Linked DNA regions of Salvelinus alpinus: region 2 is linked to region 1. The links are chromatin contacts, called in public Hi-C maps. All regions are on one chromosome and are shown on one strand. The core of a region is the stretch at or near the end of the contact, and the rest is flanking DNA. Distances in the headings are between cores, read along the strand shown. Region 1 holds the start of LOC139584480 (protein FAM180A-like). Region 2 holds the start of LOC139584484 (EF-hand calcium-binding domain-containing protein 4B-like).

Region 1 (6,493 bases), core at 1,050-3,549:
CCTTCTCCCTTTTTCTATGAATTCAATTAAACTAGATAAATATTCACTCACATATCAATTATTTCACATTCTCACATAGACTGTGGTATTACTAATAGGGCTAGGAGAAGAAACTACGTTACATAGGGCAACTCTTTGAATTGGAGTGTGACCAAAAACAACCAATTTTCTTTTAATTTCCCCTGTGAGAATAGAATGTTTGTCCAATGTTTGTCCAATGTTTGTCCAATGTTTGTTCTAATTTAGAGATTCTATGGTGGCCCCATCCATCTTTCCAACTATAACACTGTCTCTGCATTCCCTGGCAGCTTCATGACGGCCACATCTCATCAGTATGAGAGTGTCTCACTGGTCCTAAAGAGAGAGGAGTTCAACTTCGAATCAGAGGATGCATTATAAATTAAGGAAAAACTGAGCTCTTTCTGAATTACGTTTAATTTACTGTATGACTATTGTTAGCTATAAGTTGCACAGAATGAAACAAATTCCATAACACTACTAAATCACACATTTCTTCTTAGTGATGTTTCTTCTTTTGGTGATCTTACTGCCAGCCTTGGAATAGGATCTCTTTGAAGAAGCTTCTTCAGATGGTTTGTATATAGGCATTGGCTGTGTTCATTCCACCGTGTGTTTGGATAGCTATAATTTCTAGTAATAAATAATAATACCCATAATAATCATAATCATAATAATAATACATTTAATTTGTAGAGCAACAATATGCTGTGTTGGGTTGTGTGTTTGGAGTGTGAAGTCTCCACACTCCACCTCCCAGAAAACAAAACTGGGTTGGTTCCCTGAAGTGTTCCTGGCACAGACACACACGTTCCAAGTTCCAACCCTCCCAAGGATCCTCTCATTAGCACAAGCAGAACTAATGTTGACCATGGATACAGAAACATGGCTCAGCAGTCTGGACAACAATAAATGCTTGCATTCATCCATTCACAAACCTCAAACTCAAGGCAGAGTCCAGTAATATGTCCTCAAAGCTTTTTTTAAGCAAAAAGGGAACATACACTGATTATACAAAACATTAGGAACACCTTCCTAATATTGAGTTGCATCCCACCTGTTGCCCTCAGAACAGCTTCAATTCATCGGGGAATGGACTTTACAAGGTGTCGAAAGAATTTCACACGGATATTGGCCCATGTTGACTCCAGTGCTTCCCACAGTTATCAAGTTGGTTGGATTTTCTTTGGGTGGTGGAACATTCTTGATACACACGGAAACTGTTGAGCATGACAAACCCAGCAGAGTTGCAGTTCTTGACACATACCACCCTGCATACCACTGCTGGCTTGCTTCTGAAGCTAAGCAGGGTTGGTCCTGGTCAGTCCCTGGATGGGAGACCAGGTGCTGCTGGAAGTGGTGTTGGAGGGCCAGTAGGAGGCACTCTTTCCTCTGGTCTAAACAAAGATCCCAATGCCCCAGGGCAGTGATTGGGGACACTGCTCTGTGTAGGGTGCCGTCTTTCGGATGGGACGTTAAACGGGTGTCCTGACTCTCTGAGGTCATTAAAGATCCCATGGCACTTATCGTAAGAGTAGGGGTGTTAACCCCGGTGTCCTGGCTAAATTCCCAATCTGGCCCTCAACCATCAAGGTCACCTAATAATCCCCAGTTTACAATTGGCTCATTCATCCCCCTCCTCTCCCCTGTAACTATTCCCCAGGTCGTTGCTGCAAATGAGAACGTGTTCTCAGTCAACTTACCTGGTAAAATAAAAATAAAAAATAAAAACACAAGCCTGGCACCAACTATCGTACCCTGTTAAAAGGCACTTAAATATTTTGTCTTGCCCATTCACCCTCTTGAATGGCACACATACACAATCCATGTCTGAGTTGTCTAAAGGCTTAGAAATCCTTATTTAACCTGTCTCCTCCTCTTCATCTACACTGATTGAAGTGTATTTAACAAGTGACATCAGAGAGGGATCATAGCTTTCACCTGGATTCACCTGGTCAGTCCATGTCATGGAAAGAGCAGGTGTTCTTAATGTTTTGTGTACTCAGTGTATATTATTGATGAACACAAGATGTTCCACAGAAGAAACTGGACTGCACTTATTAACATCAATGTACTTAACGTGATCAGAACTAGGAGGAAAGTTCAGCATTAAGGAGAAGGAGGAAGAAGAGAAAAGGAAGATAATGAAAGAGAAAAGAGGAAATGATCGTAAGGCGCGCTTACGGTCAGAAGAGGACAAGGAGGCAACAGTAAGAAGTAGACGTGTCTCTCTGGGTCTGATGACTGCCAGATGACAGCACCAACAGTGTCAGCTGGTTTGAGAGAGAGAGAGGGAGAGAGAGAGCGAGAGAGAGAGAGAGAGAGAGAGAGAGAGAGAGAGAGAGAGAGAGAGAGAGAGAGAGAGAGAGAGAGGGAGAGAGAGAGAGAGAGAGAGAGAGAGAGAGAGAGAGAGAGAGAGAGAGAGAGAGAGAGAGAGAGAGAGAGAGAGAGAGAGAGGAGGGTACTATAGTGACACAGGATTTCAGAAAGGAGGAGAGCAGTTGCAGTGGTGGGATGGTCTGAGGTTTTTCCCAGTGGAGTGACTGGTCCTTGATCGTGGTCCTGGACCTGTGGCTCTGTCCAGTCTGTCCCTGGCTACTGGATGCCAGGTGGATGCCAGGTCACCATGATGCCCTGGAAGATGGTCATTGTTGCACTATTCTACTGCAATATCAACACATGTGCCACTTATCGGCATAACAAAGGTAAGAATATCTTCACCCATATTAATGTGTTCAATTGGAAATGTTATACAGTTTACAGTATGTTTATATGCAATGATTATGTTTAATGTTGCTGTGTAATTGTAACCTGTGCATATGCCCTTTTAAAGGGTACGTTTTGCTGCAGTAGTTGTCCATAAATATAATTGATAGGAATGCACCTCATTCCCAGATGCTACATTAAACTCAACAGTAATTCTGCCAAATAATTCAAGGCATTACTGAGAATCAGCTCATTGTGGATTAGAATATGTATCCAGTGATGGAAAGATAATGTAATGCTCTTATTCCAGAGAAAGGACAGATTAACGACCATTCTGTTATGATAGTCACAAAGTCCAATATCATTCCTGGTATCAAATGTCAAGCTAAAGTCATTTTACATATGCTTCTCTCTTGGCCTCAGCATCGCCGTCTCAAATCCAGAAGACTAATACAGAATATAGACTTACCCTATCCCATCCCCATCACACAGAAAACTGCAATCAATAGTTAGCCTAGTCACACATTTAATTCTGTCCTCTGTGCTTTGTCTGTCCAGCTGTAACCTCTGATTGAGCAAAGTCATTTCACAACAGTATGTGTTAACATTACCGATTAGTATGTACACAGATCCAGCAGCAGCATCCACCAGCACAGCTGTAACATGCTGCATACATCACAACAATGTGCAAGCTGTGTGGTGGGGAGTGTACTGGGGATATTTTGGTCTTTTGATTTTTTTCTGTGTTTATTTAGAATTAAAGGAGTGACATTGAAATCATTGTTTTCTCTCCAGCTGTTTCGATCCATCTGAAATTCAAGTGCCCTACAGATGGACCTTAATGATGCTGAGCAACTGTAGCAGTGCTGTACTTGGTTGGATAAATGATTTGACATCAGAAAAATTCAGATAATTTCTAAGAAATAGAATGGAGAACTCTTTTGTACTGTATATACACTTGGAAAAAAGGGTTCTAAAAGTGTTCTGCAGTTGTCCCCATAGGATAATCTATTTTGGTTCCAGGTAGAACCCTTTTTGGTTCAAGCTAGAACTCTTTTGGGTTCCATGTGGAACCCTCTGTGGAAAGGGTTCTACCTGGAACCAAAAGGTTTTTTAAAAGGGTTGACCTATCGGGACAGTATAAGAGCCCTTTTTGGTTCTAGATAGCATATTTTTGTTCTAATAGTGTACAGGTGTAGCTGCCAAGAACTCACATTTCTGGTCCTCCAGAACAGTTGGGTCCCATTTTCTAGCACAATTAAACTATGGTCCTTAACGACTTGTATGTTTAAAGTTCCATTTCGGTTTATGTGTCGGCTACTGGGCTCAATGTGTGTATGAACTATCCACATCTGTTTCTGATATGAAAACAATGAAAGGGCTTCAAATATGAACTGCAGCAGGAAACTGATAGGCCCCTGAAGAATGAAAAACACACCACCAGAAAGTTTTCAAAGCTGTCTTGAATCTGGCTAAACTAGGTATTTTGTAGTTTTTGTTTTGGTTATTCTAGATATTGTTATGTGATGTGTTGTGGCAATTGGATCATACGGAAAAACATGTTCTTAGAATGAGAGGATTGAGGCTCAATCAGTACAATGACAGCTCAGGAGTACTGTCTTTCTAGCTTTTCTTGGATTATATTTGTTGATATTTGTTTCTCCTGGCTCTACTATTTTTGTATGGGTGGAGTGTCTAGAACATTGTTTGACATGCTCTGGTATATCTGATGAAATCATAGCAACTTTGTGTTTGCTATTACACACATTCTGAAGTCATAGCAATCTCAATTACCTCAATGGAAAAGTAGTGATCAAATAGCATGAATTGTTTGATTTCATCATGGCATCAACAAATCTTATTAGCTGAATGTACTAAAATAAAGGCAAACAAATACCTTATCTCCATGTAGAACATTTGACTATTTTGGGGTGTGAATAAAAATATATAGAAAGTTTTGCCCACGATGGACAACATATACAGTATGTGCTAGTACACTCTTAGAAAAGTCTCCGAAAGGGTTCTTCAGCTGTCCCAATAGGAGCAACCTTTTCAGTTCCAGGTAGAACCCTTTTCAGTTCCAGGTAGAAGTAGAACCCTTTTAGGTTCCATGTAGAAAGGGTTTGTTATGGAACCCAAAAGGGATCTACCTGCAACCAAAAAGGGTTCTTCAAAGGGTTCTCCTATGGGGAGAGCCGAAGAACCCTTTAAGGTTTGAGATAGCACCTTTTTTTTCTAAGAGTGTATGCTTGTATGCGGAACCCTTCGTTTGGCTAGGTGTCTACTGCATGGCTCCTGTCTCTATGGTCCTAGGACCCATCTCTGTTTCCAACTGGCAAGCGATAGCTTTGTTATGACGCACTCCTCTTCGCTTCCTGATGATTTTCTTCTAAACTTATCAGCCCTTCTTAAACAAGTACTATTTCAGGGCCTTCATTAGCTGGATTGACTGTAAACACCAAAGGAAGCACTGGAGAGAGTATTCCAAAGTTTAATTCCTGGTTTGTGCACTCGGGAATGTGCTCATGTCCAATAATGGATTTCCTCATTAGAGTTTGTTTTTCAAAGAACATCTGAATAAGATTTGCTTGTCAATGCACACTGAGTGTACAAAACACTACGAATAATTTCTTAATATTCAAACCCTTTGCACGTTTACAGCACCTCTGTCTGACATTTGAATGGAGCTGCAGTGGATAGCTGCCAATTTACGGGCTTCTGACCAAGTCTGCTATTTATATTTTTCGTAGCTGTCTATTTACCACCACAAACTGATGCTGGCACTAAGACCACACTCAACGAGCTGTATAGGGCCATAAACAAACAAGAAACAGCGCTCCTAGTGGCCAGTGATTTTAATATATCTATATTTTTTGGTCATTTAGCAGACGTTCTTATCCAGAGCGACTTACAGGAACAATTAGGGTCCCTCTTGCCTTGCTCAAGGGCACATTGGCAGATTTTCACCTAGTTGGCTCGGAAATTCTAACCAGCAACCTTTCGGTTACTTGCCCAACGCTCCTAACTGCTAGGTTACCTAATGCAGGAAAACTGAAATTCGTTTTACCTCATTTCTACCAGCATGTCACCTGTGCTACTGGAGGAGACAAAACTCTAGATCACTTTTACTCCATACACAGAAACTCATACAAAGCTCTCCCTTGCCCTCCACTTGGCAAATCTGATCATCACTATATCCTCCTGATTCTTGCTTGCAAGCAAAAATTCTGAAGTACCAATGACAGCTCAATACGGAAGTGGTCCGATGAAGCGGATGCTAAGCTACTGGACTGTTTCACTAGCACAGACTGGAATATGTTCCAGGATTCATCCGATGGCATTGAGGAGTTTACCATATCAGTTACCTGCTTCATTAATAAGTGCATCGATGACATCAACCCCACAGTCACTGTATGTACATGTCGCAACCATAAGCCATAGATTACAGGCAACATCTGCACTGAACTAAAGGCTAGAGATGCTGCTTTCAAGGAGCGGAACACTAATCTAGACTCTTACAAGAAATCCCACTATGACCTCCGACAAGCCATCAAACAGGCAAAGCATCATTACAGAACTAAGATCTAATCGTACTACGCCGGCTTTAATGCTCGTCGGATGTGGCAGGACTTCTTAACTATCATGGATTACAAAGGGAAACCCAGCCACAAGCTTCCCAGTGACTTGAGCCCACCAGACGAGCTAAATGCCTTCTATGCTCACATCGAGGCAAGCAACACTGAACCATGCATGAGAGCAGCAGCTGTCT
Region 2 (6,533 bases), core at 2,407-4,906, 340 kb before region 1:
ACGCTACCGAAGTTCTATCAACACATTGACTGTAGTACTCGCTTAGAAAAAACACTAGACCCCTGCTAGTTACCTTTTCAAGATGCCTACAAGACCCTCCCCCGCCCTAGCTTCGGCAAATCAGATCACAACTCTATTTTGCTCCTCCCTTCCTATAGGCAGAAACTCAAACAGGAAGTACCTGTGCTGAGGTCTATTCAACGCTGGTCTGACCAATCAGAATCCACGCTTCAAGACTGTTTTGATCACAGACTGGGATATGTTCCGGGTAGCCTCTGAGAATAACATTGACGTATACACGGACACAGTGACTGAGCACATCAGGAAGTGTATAGGGGATGGTGTTCCCACGGTGACTACTAAAACCTACCAAAACCAGAAACCGTGGATAGATGGCAGCATTCGCGCATAACTGAAAGCGTGAACCACCCCATTTAACCACAGCAAGGTGACTGAGAGTATGGTTGAAATCAAACAGTGTAGTTATTCCCTCCGTAAGACACTCAAACAGGCAAAACATCAGTACAGAAACAAAGTGGAGTCGCAATTCAACGGCTCAGTCACGAGTTGTATGTGGCAGGGTCTAAAGACAAGCACGGATTATAAAGGGAAAACCAGCCACGTCGCAGACACCGGCATCTTGCTCCCGGACAAGCTAAACACCTTCTTCGCCAGCTTTGAGGATAACACAGTAGCACCGAAGCGGCCTGCTCCCAAGGACTGTGGGCTCTCCTTCTCTGTGGCCGACTTGAGTAAGACATTTAAGCATGTTAACCCTCGCAAGGCTGCTGGCCCATACGGCATCCCTAGCCGCGTCTTCAGAGCATGCGCAGACCAGCTGGCTGGGGTGTTTCCGGACATATTTAATCTCTCCCTATACCAGTCTGCTGTCCCCACTTGCTTCAAGATGTCCAACATTGTTTCTGTACCCAAGAAAGCAAAAGTAACTGAACTAAATGACTAATGTCATTATGAAGTGCTTTGAGTGGCTAGTTAAACATCATATTATCTCTGCCTTACGTGACACCCTAGACCCACTTCAATTTGCTTACCGCCCCAATAGATCCACAGACGATGCAATCGCCACTGCATTGCAAACTGCCCTATCCCATCTGGAAAATAGGAATACCTACGTCAGAATGCTGTTCATTGACTACAGCTCAGCTTTCAACACTATAGTACCCTCCAAGCTCATTATTAAGCTCGGGGCCCTGGGTCTGATCTCCGCCCTGTGCAACTGGGTCCTGGACTTCCTGATGGGCCGCCCCCCAGGTGGTGAAGGTAGGAAACAACACCTCCACTTTGCTGATCCTCAACACAACAGGTAGTCCAGGAGGGGGCGTGCTCAGCCCCCTCCTGGACTACCTGTTCACCCATGACTGCGTGGCCACGCACACCTCCAACTCAGTCATCAAATTTGCAGACGGCACAACAGTAGTAGGCCTGATCACCAACAATGGCGAGATAGCCTACAGGGAGGTGTTGAGGGCCCTGGCAGAGTGGCTGCAGGAAAATAACCTTTTTCTCAACATCAAAAAAACGAAGAACCTGATTGTGGACTTCAGGAAACAGCAGAGGGAGCACACCCTATCCACATCTACGGGACTGCAGTGCAGAAGATGGAAAGCTTCAATTTCCTTGGCGTACACATCACTGACAATCTGAAAAAGTCCACCCACACACGCCTCTTCAACAACGGCACTTCAGGAGGCTGAAGAAACTTGGCTTGGACCCTCACAAACTTTTACAGATGCACAATTGAAAGCATTCTGTCGGGCTGTATCACCGCCTGATTTGGCAACTGCACCGCCTGCAACCGCAGGGCTCTCCAGAGGGTGGTGCGGTCTGTCCAACGCATCACCGGGGGCACACTGCCTGCCCTCCAGGACACCTACAGCACCTGATTTCTCAGGAAGGCCAAAAAGATCATCAAGGACATCAACCACCCGAGCAACGGCATGTTCACCCTGCTATCATCCAGAAGGCGAAGTCAGTAAAGCTGCAATAAAGCTGGGACTGAGAGACTGAAAAACAGCTTCTATCTCAAGGCCATCCGACTGTTAAATAGCCATCACTAGCCAGCTACCACCCGGTTACTCAACCATGCACCTTAGAGGCTGCTGTTTACATACTGCTTTACTCATCTCATATGTATATACTGTATTATATTCAACTGTATTTTAGTCAATGCCACTCCGACAGTGCTCTTCCTAATATTTATATATTTCTTAATTGCATTCTTTTACTTTTAGATTTTTGTATTGTTGAGAATTGTTAGATCCTAACTCCAACAGTGCAGCAGTAAAACAAGCATTTCACTACACCCGCAATAACATCTGCTAAATATGTGTATATGACCAATAAAATTAGATTAGATTTTTGATTTGGTAGTAAATATAGTACAGGAACGTGAAGGGGTTAATACATTATAAGTGATCTTGTCCATATATTTATGACACCTTCAAATGGGTGGACTAGATACATAAAGTGCTTTCATTTCTAAATGGCAAAAAATACCCTCAAAATAAAAGGTGACATTCTGTACTGTATCTCAAATCCAAAATGCTGGAGTATAGAGCCAAATTAAAAGTTTTAGCTTCACTGTCCAAATAAATATGTAGGGGAGTGTAAGTAACTAGGTCAATGTGTGTGGTAACTAAACAGCATCCTGTCTTGATATGTGACAATCTTGTTCTATCAGGCCGAGGCCACACATCTGTCTGTGGTTCCAGCACATCTTACCGGGTCAGAGGTTTTTCAAGTACACCAAGTCAGACAACTGGCAATTGAAACTCACTTCCTGGTTGAGGCCACTTCCCAATGCTGCTCTCAATTTAACCATTGTGGATAGTGGAAAAATTATACAATTCTAAAGTAGTGTAGTGAAAATGTCTAACAGCTCTGCACTGCAATATTGTAATGCAATGGCAAAGCAGTGTTGCAGGCTATATTATAAAACTAATGACTGGATGAAAAATTAGGTTCTGATCTGCATTTTCTAAAGATGTAGACATACTTTTTTAGTGGACTTAAGTATGCCCAATTGATCATTCGTGTAGAAAATCAATCAGCACATTGCCTAACACCCTATGAGACAGACAGATACCTTCATCTTCAATGATTTACACTACTTATTTTAACAGATCATCATGCCAAGGCATGTGAAACATTCAGTTCACAACACCTGAAACAAAATGTAACCGACACTTCCTGATCACGTCATACTTATAGGCGACGTAAGTGACTTTCGTTACTAAAATAGAAAATGTTCCTCCTCCCTAAGAAAAACATCTTTATATGTGTAAGGTAAAACTATTGGCACCGCCGCATTGAAAGAGTTGCCGACATAAAGTTAATATCAAGCCAGGGTGATGATCCGTCAAATCTTTCTCAAGTTAACGTTAACTTACCCGCCACTGTAGACAGTTGTACAGTCCAACTAGCTAAAGTAGCCTAAAAAAGTAAGATAAAGTAAAGTAATACGTTACCATGTGAAGGCAGTAAAGATAGTCGTAGACGACTTCAAAAGTGTATCTTTGTCACAATTTGATAAAGCTGTACTTCCTCTGTTTACAATGTAACAGTGGAGGAATTTCACTGAACTGCCTGCGGGGAGGAACTTTCAAGAAAGCTGACATCGTCTGTAGCTATAGCAACCTTTCCACGCAGAAGTTACGTGGGACAACCTGGGGGAACAGGTCGGAAAATCCCCTTGCCACAGCTGGACTTTCTCAAGACATAATGCAGTGTGCCAAATGTGGTTGAGACAAATAATTAATTCACTCCACTATCCAGAGAAGAAAAAATAAATGTATATTTGTTATTAGCCTAGCTAGATCTTTTTACATCATAATTAGGCCTGGCTTTTACACTGTATCTGCAAATGACCATGACCTCTGATCCTAATGCATGACATATGCAGCTGAATCCCATTCACAGCATAATTTCACAGAGAGCTCTGACAACCCTGACAGTTTTCCACTTCAAAGCCATAGATACCTTTGAAATGCTTATTGACATGGGCAATAATTCCTGCTGGTTTACTCTTCTCTGCAGTTGAGACAGTGCATTAGAAATGAATTAGTGTCTATGTTGATTATCAAAATACCTAAGTATGACGTAAAAAATGAAGACATTTAGGCCTACTCTATCTCAAAATTTAGAGAAATGTCATTAACCAGAAAATTATTGGAAAGAGGTTCTTGGCTTTTGTCCTTTTGTCAACTTTCCTCTTGGCATGCAGAGATGCTTCAAATGGGATGCAGATTCTTAGATGAAGGTGCCACCAAGTGGTGTCAAATGAAACAACACATCAATATGATGGAACTTGAACAATGCAAAGCCATTACTATAATAGTGAGACCATGACAGAATAGGCTACTTATAATAAAAAAAGGTGGGTGTTAATGTCACTCTCAATGTTATTTTTTACAGAATGGTATTTGTATGGTGACTGTACAGATCAGAGGTATGAGATTTGTAGTGTCAACAATATGCAGATAAGGGCATTAGAGGAGCATGTATCATAGCCTGTAAAAAATGTATGTACAGTGGGGAGAACAAGTATTTGATACACTGCTGATTTTGCAGGTTTTCCTACTTACAAAGCATGTAGAGGTCTGTAATTTTTATCATAGGTACACTTCAACTGTGGGAGACGGAATCTAAAACAAAAATCCAGAAAATCACATTGTATGATTTTTAAGTAATTAATTTGCATTTTATTGTATGACATAAGTATTTGATACATCAGAAAAGCAGAACTTAATATTTGGTACAGAAACCTTTGTTTGCAATTACAGAGATCATACGTTTCCTGTAGTTCTTGACCAGGTTTGCACACACTGCAGCAGGGATTTTGGCCCACTCCTCCATACAGACCTTCTCCAGATCCTTCAGGTTTCGGGGCTGTCGCTGGGCAATACGGACTTTCAGTTCCCTCCAAAGATTTTCTATTGGGTTCAGGTCTGGAGACTGGCTAGGCCACTCCAGGACCTTGAGATGCTTCTTACGGAGCCACTCCTTGGTTGCCCTGGCTGTGTGTTTTGGGTTGTTGTCATGCTGGAAGACCCAGCCACGACCCATCTTCAATGCTCTTACTGAGGGAAGGAGGTTGTTGGCCAAGATCTCGCGATACATGGCCCCATCCATCCTCCCCTCAATACGGTGCAGTCGTCCTGTCCCCTTTGCAGAAAAGCATCCCCAAAGAATGATGTTTCCACCTCCATGCTTCACGGTTGGGATGGTGTTCTTGGGGTTGTACTCATCCTTCTTCTTCCTCCAAACACGGCGAGTGGAGTTTAGACCAAAAAGCTATATTTTTGTCTCATCAGACCACATGACCTTCTCCCATTCCTCCTCTGGATCATCCAGATGGTCATTGGCAAACTTCAGACGGGCCTGGACATGCGCTGGCTTGAGCAGGGGGACCTTGCGTGCGCTGCAGGATTTTAATCCATGACGGCGTAGTGTGTTACTAATGGTTTTCTTTGAGGCTGTGGTCCCAGCCCTCTTCAGGTCATTGACCAGGTCCTGCCGTGTAGTTCTTGGCTGATCCCTCACCTTCCTCATGATCATTGATGCCCCACGAGGTAAGATCTTGCATGGAGCCCCAGACCGAGGGTGATTGACCGTCATCTTGAACTTCTTCCATTTTCTAATAATTGCGCCAACAGTTGTTGCCTTCTCACCAAGCTGCTTGCCTATTGTCCTGTAGCCCATCCCAGCCTTGTGCAGGTCTACAATCTTATCCCTGATGTACTTACACAGCTCTCTGGTCTTGGCCATTGTGGAGAGGTTGGAGTCTGTTTGATTGAGTGTGTGGACAGGTGTCTTTTATACAGGTAACGAGTTCAAACAGGTGCAGTTAATACAGGTAATGAGTGGAGAACAGGAGGGCTTCTTAAAGAAAAACTAACAGGTCTGTGAGAGCCGGAATTCTTACTGGTTGGTAGGTGATCAAATACTTATGTCATGCAATAAAATGCAAATTAATTACTTAAAAATCATACAATGTGATTTTCTGGATTTTTGTTTTAGATTCCGTCTCTCACAGTTGAAGTGTACCTATGATAAAAATGACAGACGTCTACATGCTTTGTAAGTAGGAAAACCTGCAAAATCGGCAGTGTATCAAATACTTGTTCTCCCCACTGTACACTGGTGCTTTCAAGAATGAAGTACAAAACAGTATGGTAAAGGTGTGGTGGCCCTAACACGGAACCCAAACCGGCTGCGCGCGTGCACCATCGTGCGCTATCCTGCATAAATGTATTTTGCCACCCCACACCAAACGCGATCACGACACGCAGGTTAAAATATCAAAACAAACTCTGAACCAATGACATTGATTTGGGGACAGGTCGAAAAGCATTAAACATGTATGGCAATTTAGCTAGTTAGCTTGCACTTGCTAGCTAACGTTAATTTGTCCTATTTAGCTAGCTTGCTGTTGCTAGCTAATTTGTCCTGGGATATAAACATTGAGTTGTTATTTTACCTGAAATGCACAAGGACCTCTACTCCGACAATTA

The links. A called contact is a pair of places that touch in the nucleus more often than the background predicts.
Region 2: a contact with region 1 is called in a Hi-C map of muscle, with 4 times the contacts expected there. The contact joins the promoter of LOC139584484 here to the promoter of LOC139584480 in region 1. A contact is called at or near these places in 3 of 3 Hi-C or Micro-C datasets (liver, muscle and red muscle).

What each region holds. Positions count from the first base shown.
Region 1 is chr9:20,037,848-20,044,340 of SLU_Salpinus.1, reverse strand. It overlaps LOC139584480 (protein FAM180A-like), which reads left to right and starts at 2,299. Exons shown (of 3, transcript XM_071416396.1): 1 at 2,299-2,723. The coding sequence starts at 2,621.
Region 2 is chr9:20,375,299-20,381,831 of SLU_Salpinus.1, reverse strand. LOC139584484 (EF-hand calcium-binding domain-containing protein 4B-like) reads right to left here and starts at 3,656. Exons shown (of 18, transcript XM_071416402.1): 1 at 3,489-3,656.